2 separate regions of the Rattus norvegicus genome follow, and region 1 is linked to region 2. Evidence: chromatin contacts called from public Hi-C data. All regions are on one chromosome and are shown on one strand. The core of a region is the stretch at or near the end of the contact, and the rest is flanking DNA. Distances in the headings are between cores, read along the strand shown. Region 1 overlaps Asap2 (ArfGAP with SH3 domain, ankyrin repeat and PH domain 2). Region 2 holds the start of Asap2 (ArfGAP with SH3 domain, ankyrin repeat and PH domain 2).

Region 1 (6,553 bases), core at 3,821-6,320, 83 kb after region 2:
ATGGGCCCCTGACTTTAGTTTCTAGTAGTTTTAAAACTGTAGACTGGGGTTGCAGTGGTGACGTTTAGCATTTTTCTGTTGCTGTGAAGAATCAAAGCAACTCATAGAAGAAAGAGTTCATCCCAGACTGGCTTACAGCTCATGACCATCATGGTGAGAAACAGGACAATAGGCAGTCAGGCATGGTGGTGCTGGAGCAATAGGAGAGAGAGAGAGAGAGAGAGAGAGAGAGAGAGAGAGAGAGAGAGAGAGAGAGAGAGAGAGAGAGCGCTAATTGGGAATGGTATATGCTTTTGAAATGTGAAGGCCTAATCCCAGTGACACACCTCTTCCAACAAGGACCCACCTCCAAATCCTTGCCAAACAGTCCCACCAACTGGACCAAGCATTCAAATATGAGTCTGGGGGCCGTTCTCACTCAAACCACCACATGATAGAAGGCATCCAGATTGATAATACCTAATGAATATAATTCAGACTTATGAAGCAAGTTAACCTCAAAAAAAAAAAACAAAACCTACACACAGATGTCACCATGGATATTTAAAGGTCTTCAGGATGGTAAGGAAAGCTTTGTGAGTGGGTAGAAACTGAGTGCAATGATAGTCCAGGGGGTGGGGTGCAGTAGGGGTGGGGATGGGGTGGTGTGGGGTGGGGTTATGTAGATCAGACATTTCTTGCCTTGTCTTTCCCTGCTGTGGGAATCGGATTTTGAAGAGGCAGGGGAGAGGGCTGTTTGTGATGCTGCCCTGGTGGGTGGTTGTTTCCCCAAGTGGAATGGGCCCTGGAGATCTCCCCAGCACTTCCTTCCTGTTTTTCTCCCCCAGCTTCTCCTAAAGGCTGCAGAAGGCCAGGTCAGGACTCAGTCATGCTCTTTGTAGAGGTCACAGGCAGCGGCAAAGTGTTTCCATTTCTCCTCTCAGCTCATGACAAGTGAAGAAAGCGCTCATCTCGGAGGTGGTGGTGGTTGGTCTGTGGGGCTGTGTCAGTGGGTGGGGATCAGGGAATGTCCCATATTAGTTTATTACAGGAAGGGCAGAGAGCAGGATCGTTCAAGGCTATTCTTCTCTCTTGAAAGATCCTTCCTTACAAACAAAAAGCTGACAAAGTCCTTAGTTTTTGTTTATTTATTTGCTTGCTTGCTTGTTTGCTGGTTTGTTTTAACTTGAATCAATTTGAAACCCCTTGGCATTCTGATAAAAATCCAGTTACTCTTTGTCCCTGTCCCAAACACTGGCAGGCCACATGCTGCTTCTTGGAGTCTACTTCTCCATGATTGGAGCAGACATTCATGCATAGTGGGTGGTTCAAAAAGGAGGGAAAGGGTCTTTGCATGACCCAGGGTAAAGCTCTCTCTAGATGTCGATGTGGTAGGGTTCCCTAGGGAAAAGTCACTGTGTTCCTGAACTCCGAGTCTCAGTGCAGAGTGGTCAGTCAGCTTCTCAACATTCCATTCGTGAGTACCAAAAAGCGTCCTCGAGAACGAGAGACCAGAGTAGGCTGGAAAAGAGCAACAGCAAAGAGAGTGATCCGGGGGTTGGGGATTTAGCTCAGCGGTAGAGTGCTTGCCTAGCAAGCGCAAGGCCCTGGGTTCAGTCCCCAGCTCCGGAAAAAAAAGAAAAAAAGAAAAAAGAAAAAAAAAAAAAACAAGAGAGAGAGAGAGAGAGAGAGAGAGAGAGAGAGAGAGAGAGAGAGATCGAGATCCGATCCGGAGAGCAGAGGGGAGCGTGATGGCAGCTGTGTGTTTAGTGTAACCCCAGAGAAGCCTGAGGAGACCTGCTCTGTATGGGGAAGGCAGGAGCTTCTGGTTATTGGAGGAGTTGGGGAAGTGGGAGACCATTAGTGTATGAAAGTATAAAATTAAAAACCCGGGGGCCTCTGCGCTGGTCAGTGGTGGTGCACGCCTTTAATCCCAGCACTCAGGGCCGGAGCAGGTGGGTCTCTTGAGTCTGAGGACAGTCAGGGCTCCACAGAGAAACCCTGTCTCAAGGAAACAAAAACAAAACAAAACATAAAAAATTCTTGGGGCTGAGGAGATGGCTTAATTGGCAGGACTTTCGCCTCCTAAGCACGAGGATGTGAGTTCACATTGCCAGGATCCATGAAGCACTCGAAATTCCATTGGTGACAACGTGGGACACAAAGCCAGAGGAGTCCCTGGAGGCCAGCAAAGCAGCTAGTCTGGCCTCTGGCCAGGTGCCAGACCCATAAGAAACCCCAGTTTATACAAAAGGTGTCTATGGACCAATGTATCTCTCTCACACACACACACACACACACACACACACACACACACACACACACACACACACCTGATAAGATTGATAAGATTGAGTAGGAAAAAATTCTCCCAAAAAGCAGACGAAGAACTAAATAAAGGAAAACTGCCAATGAGAAAACATAGAGAGGATGACTCTCCCAGCGAGCCGTGGATGCAGCAGCACCACTGAAAACTGAAGATGGAGCAGTACCTTTAAATCCTGAGGAAAACATGGCTCTGCCCAGATGAGCTTGAGCTTGAGCATGGGGTTAAAGATGCTCTCACACTCTCAGGCTCCCAGGTATCACTTCTCCAAGCTCCTGCAGGAAGTGATTTGGCAAACGAAGAGGGAAGCAGGAGAGGAGGACTTGGAGTTAGGGTGGGTAAGTGGGCAGTGAAGGCAATCTGAGGAGGACAAGAGCAGCCTGCTAGGCTCAGGTGGGGATGCTGGAGGCAGGTGGGGAGGCGCGCTCTCTCTCTCTCTCTCTCTCTCTCTCTCTCTCTCTCTCTCTCTCTCTCTCCCTCTCTCCCTCTCTCCCTCTGGACTTTCTCAGCTAGATTTTGTGTACACTAAAACCAGCCAGATACTTTCCCACTCTTCAACTCATCCAATCCTTATACCAGCCCTGTGAGTGGAGTCAGGTTCACACCGGATGTCTAGATCTGATAACGTAGGCCCTGATAGTATACAGAACTGAAATCTCTCTGTGGAGGGTCAGAGTGCTCGGCCGTTCTGGAGCGTGTTCTGCTAATAAAGAAAGGGCATACCTGTGGGGCTGGAGAGACGGCTCAGCGGTTAAGAGCACTGACTGCTCTTCCAGAGGTCCTGAGTTCAAATCCCAGCAACCACATGGTGGCTCACAACCATCTGTAATAGGATCTGACCCTCTCTTCTGGTATCTGAAGAGAGTGATGGTGTACTCACATACAGAAAATAAATAAATCTTAAAAAAAAAAAAAAAGAAAGAAAAGAAAGGGCACCTGCGGCGTGCCGCACCTCAGGGTCTGCAGTTCCTCGCACAGGCAGTTGCTCAGTCAAGTGAAAGCATTTCTTCTCCCTGCCTTTTATTTTCTGTAAGAGCAAGGAGGGAACCAGAGCAGGGCAGGACCAGGATGTTGTGTCTGGAACATTGCTCACCAATAAATACTGCAGCTTTGCCATTGCAGTGTTTGGGGGAAAAAAAAATCACTGAGTCCAGTTGCTGTCAGACTCTGTGTGGAGTGGACGTCCCAGAGGGTGGCACATGGTTAGCATCCACAGTGTGGCAAGTGTGGGCATGAGAGACCCTCTGTTTCCTTTGCTTCTGGTGGCTGCAGCGCAGGAGAGTCTGTCCTACCCAGGTCCTGAACGTGGGACGCGTGAGCTAAGTGATGTCTGGGGCCATAGCAGACGAGGGACTGAGTTAGGATTCAGAAGGAATCCAAACTCATGGGGCTTTCTACTGCTGACACCCAAGGAAGCTGCTTGGTAGCATTTGGAGGGACAGAGGATGGAACCTAGGAGGAAGTAATGGCGGGTAAAGCCGTCAGAGACCGTGAAGGCTGGTTTTTCTGCTCGGACAACAGCCTGCTTTGCATGGCCAGCATGGAGGTGAATTGCACACATGAGGGGACTTGCAAAGTGCCGCACGGCGCGTAGGTGGTCGGTTGGAGTTGTCGTGACCTGTGAACTTGCGCACCCTGGCCCTGGTAACTTGGAAGACTCACGTGGCTCGCTCTAAGTTTCAGAACTTCCACATCGTGGAGTGTGGACTGTTGGTCTTACTCTCCTGCGAAGATAAAGGCAGAGACAAATCTTCTTTGAGCCTAAATCAGTATTCACCAGGCATGGTGTGGATGCTGTCAACCCTAGGGGTGCTGAGCCACAGCCTAGGAACTGAGTGGGAGAGCTCACCTTTTTTGTGGGGGGGAGGATTGGGGGTATTTTCAAAGTCTTGTTTTTTTATCACACCTGTCCCATCTCAGGTTTTCAGGGTCTTTTCTTTGATCTCCCACAGACCATTTAAGAAGCAGTTCAGTGTAGGTGAGCTTCTCAGCTCCGCCTCTTTCCAGAAAGAGTAATAATTACTACCTGACTGTTTGGAGGCCCGGAAGGATGCTTCTGAAGCAGTTGGAACAGCTCCAGGGAAGACTGACTCAGTATGAAATGAGATTTTTTTTTTTTTTGGTTCTTTTTTTCGGAGCTGGGGACCGAACCCAGGGCCTTGCGCTTCCTAGGTAAGCGCTCTACCACTGAGCTAAATCCCCAGCCCGAAATGAGATTTTCTTCTGAACGACTGACACTCTCACCCTTAAAAAGCCCGAGCAGCTGGGGTTGGGGATTTAGCTCAGTGGTAGAGCGCTTGCCTAGGAAGCGCAAGGCCCTGAGTTCAGTCCCCAGCTCCGAAAAAAAGAACCAAAAAAAAAAAAAAAAAAAAAAAAGCCCAAGCAGCCAAGCAGAGTAAAGGGAGAAACCAGGCATCTTCAGAAATCTAACATCACGACATTAAACAGGTCATAAAGACAGCCTGGGTTCTTAGATTCATCCTGGAGAGATTTCTCCGAGGACCACTTCTGTGACGAGAAGGGACTTTTAAATGACAAGCTTCAAACCAGGACTGACTTCCACAAGGTCAGCTGCAGATAAACGCTCTCATCTCTGATTGCAGAGAATTGGAAGTAGACAAGCCTTTGTAGTCACAGAACCTACTCAATCAAGTAAAGACCAGAGTCCAGCAGAACAGCAGCCAGGAAGGCGGGGCCAAGGGTGGAATTACAGTGTGAGAGCCACTGTGGCCCTGAGCTGAGGAATTTCCATTTCTTCATACCAAAAGAGGAACCGGGAGTTCCACCAAACATCTCCTCCCTTTATCACCACTGCTCTGAGCATCTGCCTAGAGTTAGAAGATGACATAGCTTCAAGTGAAGCCAGCTAACGGGCTCTGCTTGGCTGAGCAGCAGCAGGTAGTTTTAGTACATGCTGGGCCTGGCAGCCCCTGCCCCACCTCACCTAGAAGAGAGGCTCCCTCTCATAGAGGTATCCCGCAGTACCTACCTTTGCCCCATAAATACTGGGATTCAAGGTGTGCACCACCATGGCAAAGTCTGAGAAGGAGGGATAGGCTACCTAGGCTCCCTGGGAAGGGAGGAGAACTGAGACAAATCCCAGGAGCAGGCTGGGTACTTGCTGTATACAGCTGGTGCTGTATGGGCCAGTGGGCTCCACAGTGCCTGTCTTTTATCATCAGCACCTACTGTGTGACTTGCAGGCTACTAGCAGTCCCCGGAGTCCTAGCAGCCTCACCAGCGGTCCCTCTCTTATTCCTGTGTGAAAGCTGCCAGTGCATTTTTGGTAGCTGGCTTTGTTTAGGTTTTTAAGTTTATGTTAAATACTCAGCATGGGCTTCCTCTACTCTTTTTAATTAAATAAACTTATCAAGATGACTCTTATGCCAGAGAGACAGGATAAAGGGCATCTGCCCACTAGGCTCCCCTGGAGCACCCCCAACCCTGTGTGTGTGTGTGTGTGTGTGTGTGTGTGTGTGTGTGTATGTGTATGTGAGTGTGTGTGTGTGTTTGTGTGTGTATGTGTGTGAGTCTGTGTATATATGAGTGTGTTTGTGTGTGTGTATATATGAGTGTGTGTGTGTATGAGTGTATGTTTGTGTGTGTATGTGTGTGAATGTGTATATATATGAGTGTGTGTGTGAGTGTGTGTATATATGAGTGTGTGTGTGAGTGTGTGTATATATGAGTGTATGTGTATGTGAGTGTGTGTTTGTGTGTGTGAGTGTGAGTGTGTGTATATGTGAGTTTGTGTGAGTGTGTGTATATGTGACTGTGTGTATGAGTGTGTGTGTGTGTGTGAGTGTGTGTGTGTGTGTGTGTGCGTGTGTGTTAGAAAGACTAAGGCGTCAGTATCCAGGGACAGTGTTCTTTACCAAGAACAGAAGTGGGCCAGACAGTTTTGCTTAGGAAGGTTCAGGTGTGTGCATATATGGGATGCATATATGATGGCCGTCTTGCATGCAAGGGTATGGATCATAAGGAAGCCTGGTGGGGATGGCTCCTTCCACATCAGATGGGAGTAGCTTAATTGGAAGGACAGAGATGCTTTGAACTGTTCTCACTGTGAACCTATTTAAAAAACAAAAACAAAAACAAAGCAAAACAAAACAAAAAACAACCCTCTGGCTTCACAGTTCTTGGCCTGGCCCTATCCATTCCTAGTTGTGTGATCTGGGAGACAAGGTGAATGCCCTAAACCCTCCCACCCCCACCCCCCACCCCCACTCCCACCCCCATCCCCACCCC
Region 2 (6,572 bases), core at 3,560-6,059:
CAAAAAAGATAAGGAAGGACACTTCATATTCATCAAAGGAAAAATCCACCAAGATGAACTCTCAATCCTCATCTTCTATTGGTTTATATACAAGTGTGCAATTTCTAGGCTTGAAAGTAAAATGATGCTATCTGGTGCTGGATAGAGGAGCCTTATTTTTTATTATGGCAGCTTGCTATTTTTGTAACATGGTGATTTGGTTGAACACAATAAAGTACAGTAGTAACTGATCTCCCCCTCTTCCTGGATGAGTGAGGAGATGATTAAATGTTGATGTCAGCATCCATGAGCATATTCAGATGAGCTTCTGCTTCTGTTGAAAAGGATGCTGTGTTTGATTGTGGTCCGAAGCTTTGAAGCACTACTTGGCATCTCCTTCCTTGGAGGTCTCACTGTTTTAACATAACAGATTTGATAGCTTGTTGGTAAGGTGAGGTCCAGCTTGTCTCCACTAGGTCATCTTCATGTGAATCTGGTGGTTATACGGTTTTGTTCTAGGGATATTTCATTTTTTAAATAACGGTTTTAGCTGACATTCATGGAGAGAATGAATCCTTAGAAGTGTGCCACTAGTGAAAGGAAATCCTGTCTAGAGTATGTTTCTTTACAAAGCTGTGTCACACCATCCTTTGGGCCCTCTGCTGGAAAAGTAGAATCAAGTCTCAAATAATGCCTTTTAAATTGTATCCTCTAGTATTATAGATGTAGGACAGTACTGTATCATACCTCTGTGGATGTAAAATAGCTTGTACCTGCTTTATGATACGTAGTAGTGACCGTGCTTTATCAGAGCTGTTTTTAATGATGTTGCTCAGAATGTTTTCTTTCCAGATGATGATTGAGAAGCTAATTTAAAAAAAAAATGGTGCCAGGTACCACAAGAGTAACAGAACTGTGCTGTTTTCTCGGGTTTTGTTTTTTTACTTTTTTTTTTTTTAATGGAGTGTGCTGGATGTCTCTACAGTTTTGTTCAGATGACTGCAGAACCTGGAAAAGCTGTTGCTGCTGTTGATGCATAACACACTGCTATTATTGGTCTTTTTATATAAATATAAATATATATATACAGATATATAATTTGAATTTTTTGAAACTTTACCTGTGCTGTCAACTTTCGAAAAAAGTATCCCCGTTTACTGTGTTGAGTTGGCACTGTACAGAAATTAACAGCCATATTGGTCTAGAAATGTTGAACTTAAGTTTTTCCATTTGTACAGGGGTAACACACTGTATGAAATATGTAAGGTCTTATATACGTGGGTTTGATTACAAAAACTAATAAAGTATTCTCTAAAAAAAAAAAAAGGTATGGCCACCACACCTAGCTAGGATCCATTTTTTTTTTGTTTGTTTGTTTTTGTTTTGGTTCTTTTTTTCAGAGCTGGGGACCGAACCCAGGGCCTTGCACTTCCTAGGCAAGCGCTCTACCACTGAGCTAAATCCCCAACCCCAGGATCCAGTTTTTAAAAATAACTCACAGTGGTAAAATTGATCTGAAACGAACTCATAATGAATTTACACATAGTTCTCGCTTATCCAAACTTCTGTGATAACAAACCCTTTCTCTCTCTGCTACTGTTCTGATGTGGTTTGACCCTAATGGTTCACGTGTTGGAGCCTTGGCCTTAGTGTCGTGGTGGGGCTGAGGTGGGGTCTAGGAGGAGTTAGGCCACTGAGGGTGCTATTCTTGGAAGCAATAAAGGTAGTTTTGTTGGGATCTTCATTAGTTTTCATTAAAGAGAGTTCTAAAATAGAGAGTTTGATGTCTGTCTCTCTGGCTTCCAGCCTGTGATCAATCTCACACATAAATAATTTCAACATTATGCTACCACCTACCATGAAGCCACATGGAAGGGGCTGCTTGATCCTAGACTATGCACCTCTGTCCTAGTTTGTTTTCTGTTGCTGTGATAAAACACTGATTAAAAAGAACTTGAGGAAGGAAAGGATTTATCTGGGCTATAGGTTATAAACCATCATTCAGAAAAGCCAAGGCAAGAACTGGAGGCAGGAGCTGAAGGAGAGGCCATGGAGGAATGATACTTACTGGCTTGCCTCTTCCTTGGCTTGCTCAGCCCTTCTTACATAGCCCAAGCTCACCTGCCTAGGGATGGTGCCACCCATAGTGGACTGGGCCCACCTACATCAATTAATAGTCACAAATGTCATACAGACATGTATGCATCCCAATCTGATGGAAATAATTCCTTAATTGAGATTCCCCTTCCAGTTATATCTAGGTTTGTGTCACGTTGATAAAACTAACCAGGGCAGCCTCCAAAGCCACTAGCTAAATTCCTCCCCTCTTCCTTCCCCTTGCTGTTCTTGTTTTCTTCCAATGTGAGAGATGAACCCACAGGTTCTATATACTCCAGACAAGTACTAGTAATCTACCACTAGGTGACATCCAGCCAACCTCTTCTTCTTCACAAACTCTCCAACCTCAGGTATGTTATAGCAACAAAAACAGACCAATACACCCAAGGTAAAAAAAAAAAAAAAAAAAGAACTGTAGTCTTTTATATAAAAAATATAGGCTCAAATACATATGGAGTCATAATATCTCAGATTTTAATATTTTTTTTTTGGTTCTTTTTTTTTCGGAGCTGGGGACCGAACCCAGGGCCTTGCGCTTCCTAGGTAAGCGCTCTACCACTGAGCTAAATCCCCAGCCCCTCAGATTTTAATATTTAACATAGTTTTACATGGTATACATTTTGAACCAATCCCTAATGGGATCTAGAACATTTATATTTTACAGTAAAATGTAACTGTTTGTATGATATGAGATAAACAAGATTATATATTGCCTCAATTCAGTTTCAGGACAATTTTTTTTTTTTTGGTTCTTTTTTTTTTCGGAGCTGGGGACCGAACCCAGGGCCTTGCACTTCCTAGGTAAGCGCTCTACCACTGAGCTAAATCCCCAGCCCCGACAATTTTTTTTTCATTAAGAATTATTATATATATTTTTTGAGACAAGGTTTCTCTGTGTAGAGCCCTGGCTTTCCTGGAACTCACTGTGTAGACCTGGCTATCCTTGAACTCACAAAGATTCACCTGCCTCTGACTCCTGAGTGCTGGGGTTAAAGGTGTGTGACACCATGCCCAGCAAGAATTATTTTTAAAAATAGATATTTTCAGGTATTTTTTAAAATAAACATAATGGTGTCCAGGCCTCTAATGGTAATATCAGCATCTTCTTCTCTTGATGCATTAAAAATGTGTAAATGAAGGGTGGGGAGGTAGCTTATTGGTGGATCACTTGTTCTAGGCCTTGGATTCAGTCCTCAGTACCAAGGACTTACGGGTGGGAAGAGAGGGAGTGTGTACTACAGCACAGTACTCTGGAGGTATACACGCCAAGACAGGTGTGTTCCCAAGACACGGAATGAATGGAGGTTCACACGGGTAGAAGGTGGCAGTGAGATGCTGAGCTCTGGGATTGCAGTTTATTGCCCAGCGCAGGAATAAAAGCTACCCACCGGCACGGCTATTTTTGAAGACTGAACTTATTCACGCACAGTGCTAGTAAAATACCAGAAGCCATACATAATGTCTGACCCCAGCTGCCACCTCATACAGCAAATTTGTCCATGGGAGCCTTTAAAAAGATTGACTGGTCTACTGTCCTATGGCAGCAGGAGACCACTTTTATCTCCCATGTTGGGTTTACAATGGCTCTCACACTCCCTCCTTTTCTGACACACAAAAGGGTTTTGTAAAGTTTCTCTAGGCTGTATTGTTGGCAGCTGCAGTAACCATGCCTCAAGCCTCGGGGAGTTATAGGGTGTGATTTTTGACTAGTGTCTTGAGAACCTCTGGATTTTAAAATACAGCTGAGAATTTCCATAGGCGATATAGAGGAAAATGTACTAATTCAGATGATTTATTGACCCAGTCTTGTTCGTGATCGGCCAGCTGCGGGTTGGAGTACTCTCTCTCTCTCTGAGAACCATCAGGTACAATAACACCCTTTATCTCATGCTCTACCTCTGGTTCTTTTGGGTACCCCCCACTTCTGATAGCAATATCAGTGTGTTCTGCAATCTTCTCAGGGTGAAGCTTGGCCTAGCACCCTAAAATTGTTTACACGTAACTGGGAGTATCCCTAATTCTACAAGCTTAAGGAATATGATGTTTACTAGGGCCTGGAAGTATTCTTCCAAGTCGAAGGCCATGGGTTTGAACTCCCGTTCCACCTATACCAGGTGATCTATGGTCAACTTCCCATGCAAAATACCCATCTTTACCCCTGGCTTCTTAAGGCTGTGAGGAGGCGCACAGACAGAAAGAACATTATTATTGCATCCCAACCTGTCCCTGCGACCAGTCCCGCTAGGGTGCCCTGGAGGATTTCACCGTCCTGTAGGGGGCGAGCTACCCACACTGTCTACACTAGCCCTTCCCTGATATGCTGGTGGGGAATTCAGGGGGTTGTTAGCCCAGGGGTGGAACTGGGGAGCAAAAGAGTGGGCTCCCGTCCAGCCCGGAAGCCGGTGTCCCCGGTACCTGTCCACGCCCTCTGGGTAATGTGGCTAGGGCTCAAGGAGGGTGCGGGGTGGGGGACGGGCACCGCAGCTCAGGATAGGGCGCGCCCTCGAACCATTGCACGCCCCGAAGGCAGACACAATGCGGCGGCCCGCAGCGGCTGACCGGCCCGGAGCGCACACCGCCCTCCTTCCTGCGGCCTCCGCTTCCCGGCGGCGCGGTGGCGGCGAGCGCGCCGATTGGCGGCCCGGCCTGCGCCCCGCCCCGCCCCGCCGGCCACCGCCCCCTCCCCGGCCGGGACCCGCCCCTCTCCGCGGGAGGCGTTGGGGCCAGCGGCTGGGTGGCGGGCAGTTCCCGCCGGCTGTGCGCGCCCGCGTCTGGGCTCGCTCGGAGAGGACGCGGCGGCGGCGGCTCCTGAAGCACAGCGGGCAGAGCTGCGGGCTGCGCGCGCCCCTGCTCCCACCGGGCGTCCCGCGGTGGCTCCCGCGTCCTGCGGCGGCTCCCGCGCCCCGCGCTCCCCTTTGTCCGCGGCCCGGAGCGGCGGCGGCGGCGGGGTCGGAGCCCGCGCCCTGGGCGACTGAGGCGGCGGCGGTCCGCGCCCCGGCGCCGCGGCGATGCCGGACCAGATCTCCGTGTCGGAATTCGTGGCCGAGACCCATGAGGACTACAAGGCGCCCACGGCCTCTAGCTTCACCACGCGCACGGCCCAGTGCCGGAACACCGTGGCGGCCATCGAGGAGGTGAGTGGTAGCCTCGGCTGCGCGGGGCGGGAGGCTAGGGCCGTGGGGATCGCGCTGCGCCCTGGGGACCCGCTAGGCTTCGGCGCCTGGTGCCGGATGCCTAGTGCCCGCCGCCTGCGCCCATACCCGGGAAAAGTTTCTGGTCCCCCAGAGCTGGACGCGGCCGGGCCAGCAGTGCCCGACACAGAAGCCCTTTGTTCCCTGAGAGGTGGCTCTGGGGAGAGGCTGGTTGGCCACCTTGGGCCTTTTTGGCGAACCCTCCTGTCTGCTCCCATTTCACTCGCAGGGTTTCAGGTCCTTTGCTCCCATCCTTGGAGAGGTCAACTTCGGCTGCGGAGTCCGTGGCGGCTGCGAGCCGGGACCCCTGCGAGCTCTGCGGCCCTGGAGTGATGGGTCCCCCTGCGCGGACCTCTCCAACTTGTTCCAGAAGTGGCCCGGCGGGGGCAGCTGTGCGTTCTGAGCCAACAAGCAGAGCAGATCCAGGGGACCCCCAAGCTTCTTAGGCAAGGGTGCCCATCCCAGCTTGGGAGGCCTGGCAGTTCCCACTGCGTGCCGCAGAGCAGCGCTGCGGAGGGATGTGGAGAACCAGCGCTTTGAGGTTCAAAACGCCCTTGTTGGCCGCTCCTGAGCTACCTGTGTGGTGCCTGTTGACAGTATGGTCAGCTCTTTTGCCCTTAACCTGAAAAAGGCCTGATTTTAGTAAGGGTTTTGAAGGTGCATAGTCATCGTATTGAGTGGCTAAGCAGCGAGCTCTCCAGATCCCGGGGAAGAGGGATGGCAAGAATGAAACAGCTTGGTTTGAAAATTGAAGCAGGCTTGGAAGAGGCTGTGTGAGTCCAGGGACCACGGCTGATCGTGGCTTGGGACAGCCTCACTTCCATCATTTTCTTTACCTCCCAAACAGAATTTACAGTTGCATGTTTTCAGCTCCTTAGGCTTTGTGTATCCAGCTGGACTCACAATCGGTAGCTGGAGTCCGAGACACACACGTGTAGCAGTAGTGAACTGATGAGTAGATTTCCTTTGGCCAGAATTTTAAGATCAGGGTAAGATGTAGATATTTTAAAATACCTGTGCCAGAGGTTGGGGGAGGGGGAGGGGTTGGTCTTCAGAGAGCTTTTAAATTAAGCTATGTCATTACATCGTTTCCCCTTGCTTGAACAAAGCATTCGCTATTAAGCTTCGTTTGGGGAAAAAAAAAAAGCCTGGACTATTTTTTCTTTCGTGTAGAATATGTTTCTTTGTAGACACACACAGTTCAGACTAGACTCAAGGAAAAATACTGGGATCAGCATCCTGCTACTGGAAGTATAGCTAATATCCGCTGTCCCCCTTTGGCCC

The links. A called contact is a pair of places that touch in the nucleus more often than the background predicts.
Region 1: a contact with region 2 is called in a Hi-C map of kidney, with 2.5 times the contacts expected there. The contact joins the enhancer-like site here to the promoter of Asap2 in region 2. A contact is called at or near these places in 2 of 12 Hi-C or Micro-C datasets (kidney and liver).

The regions. Positions count from the first base shown.
Region 1 is chr6:46,464,066-46,470,618 of GRCr8, forward strand. All of the region lies in intron 3 of Asap2 (ArfGAP with SH3 domain, ankyrin repeat and PH domain 2), which reads left to right. Among named protein-coding and RNA genes, the nearest start is that of Asap2, 81 kb to the left of the region's middle. Within about 2 kb of position 5,071, at least 24 of the 93 cell types and tissues checked have an H3K27ac peak or open chromatin away from gene starts, as enhancers often do. A contact at or near this core is called in kidney, where this site is marked.
Region 2 is chr6:46,381,796-46,388,367 of GRCr8, forward strand. It overlaps Asap2 (ArfGAP with SH3 domain, ankyrin repeat and PH domain 2), which reads left to right and starts at 4,810. Exons shown (of 27, transcript NM_001108704.2): 1 at 4,810-5,231. The coding sequence starts at 5,106.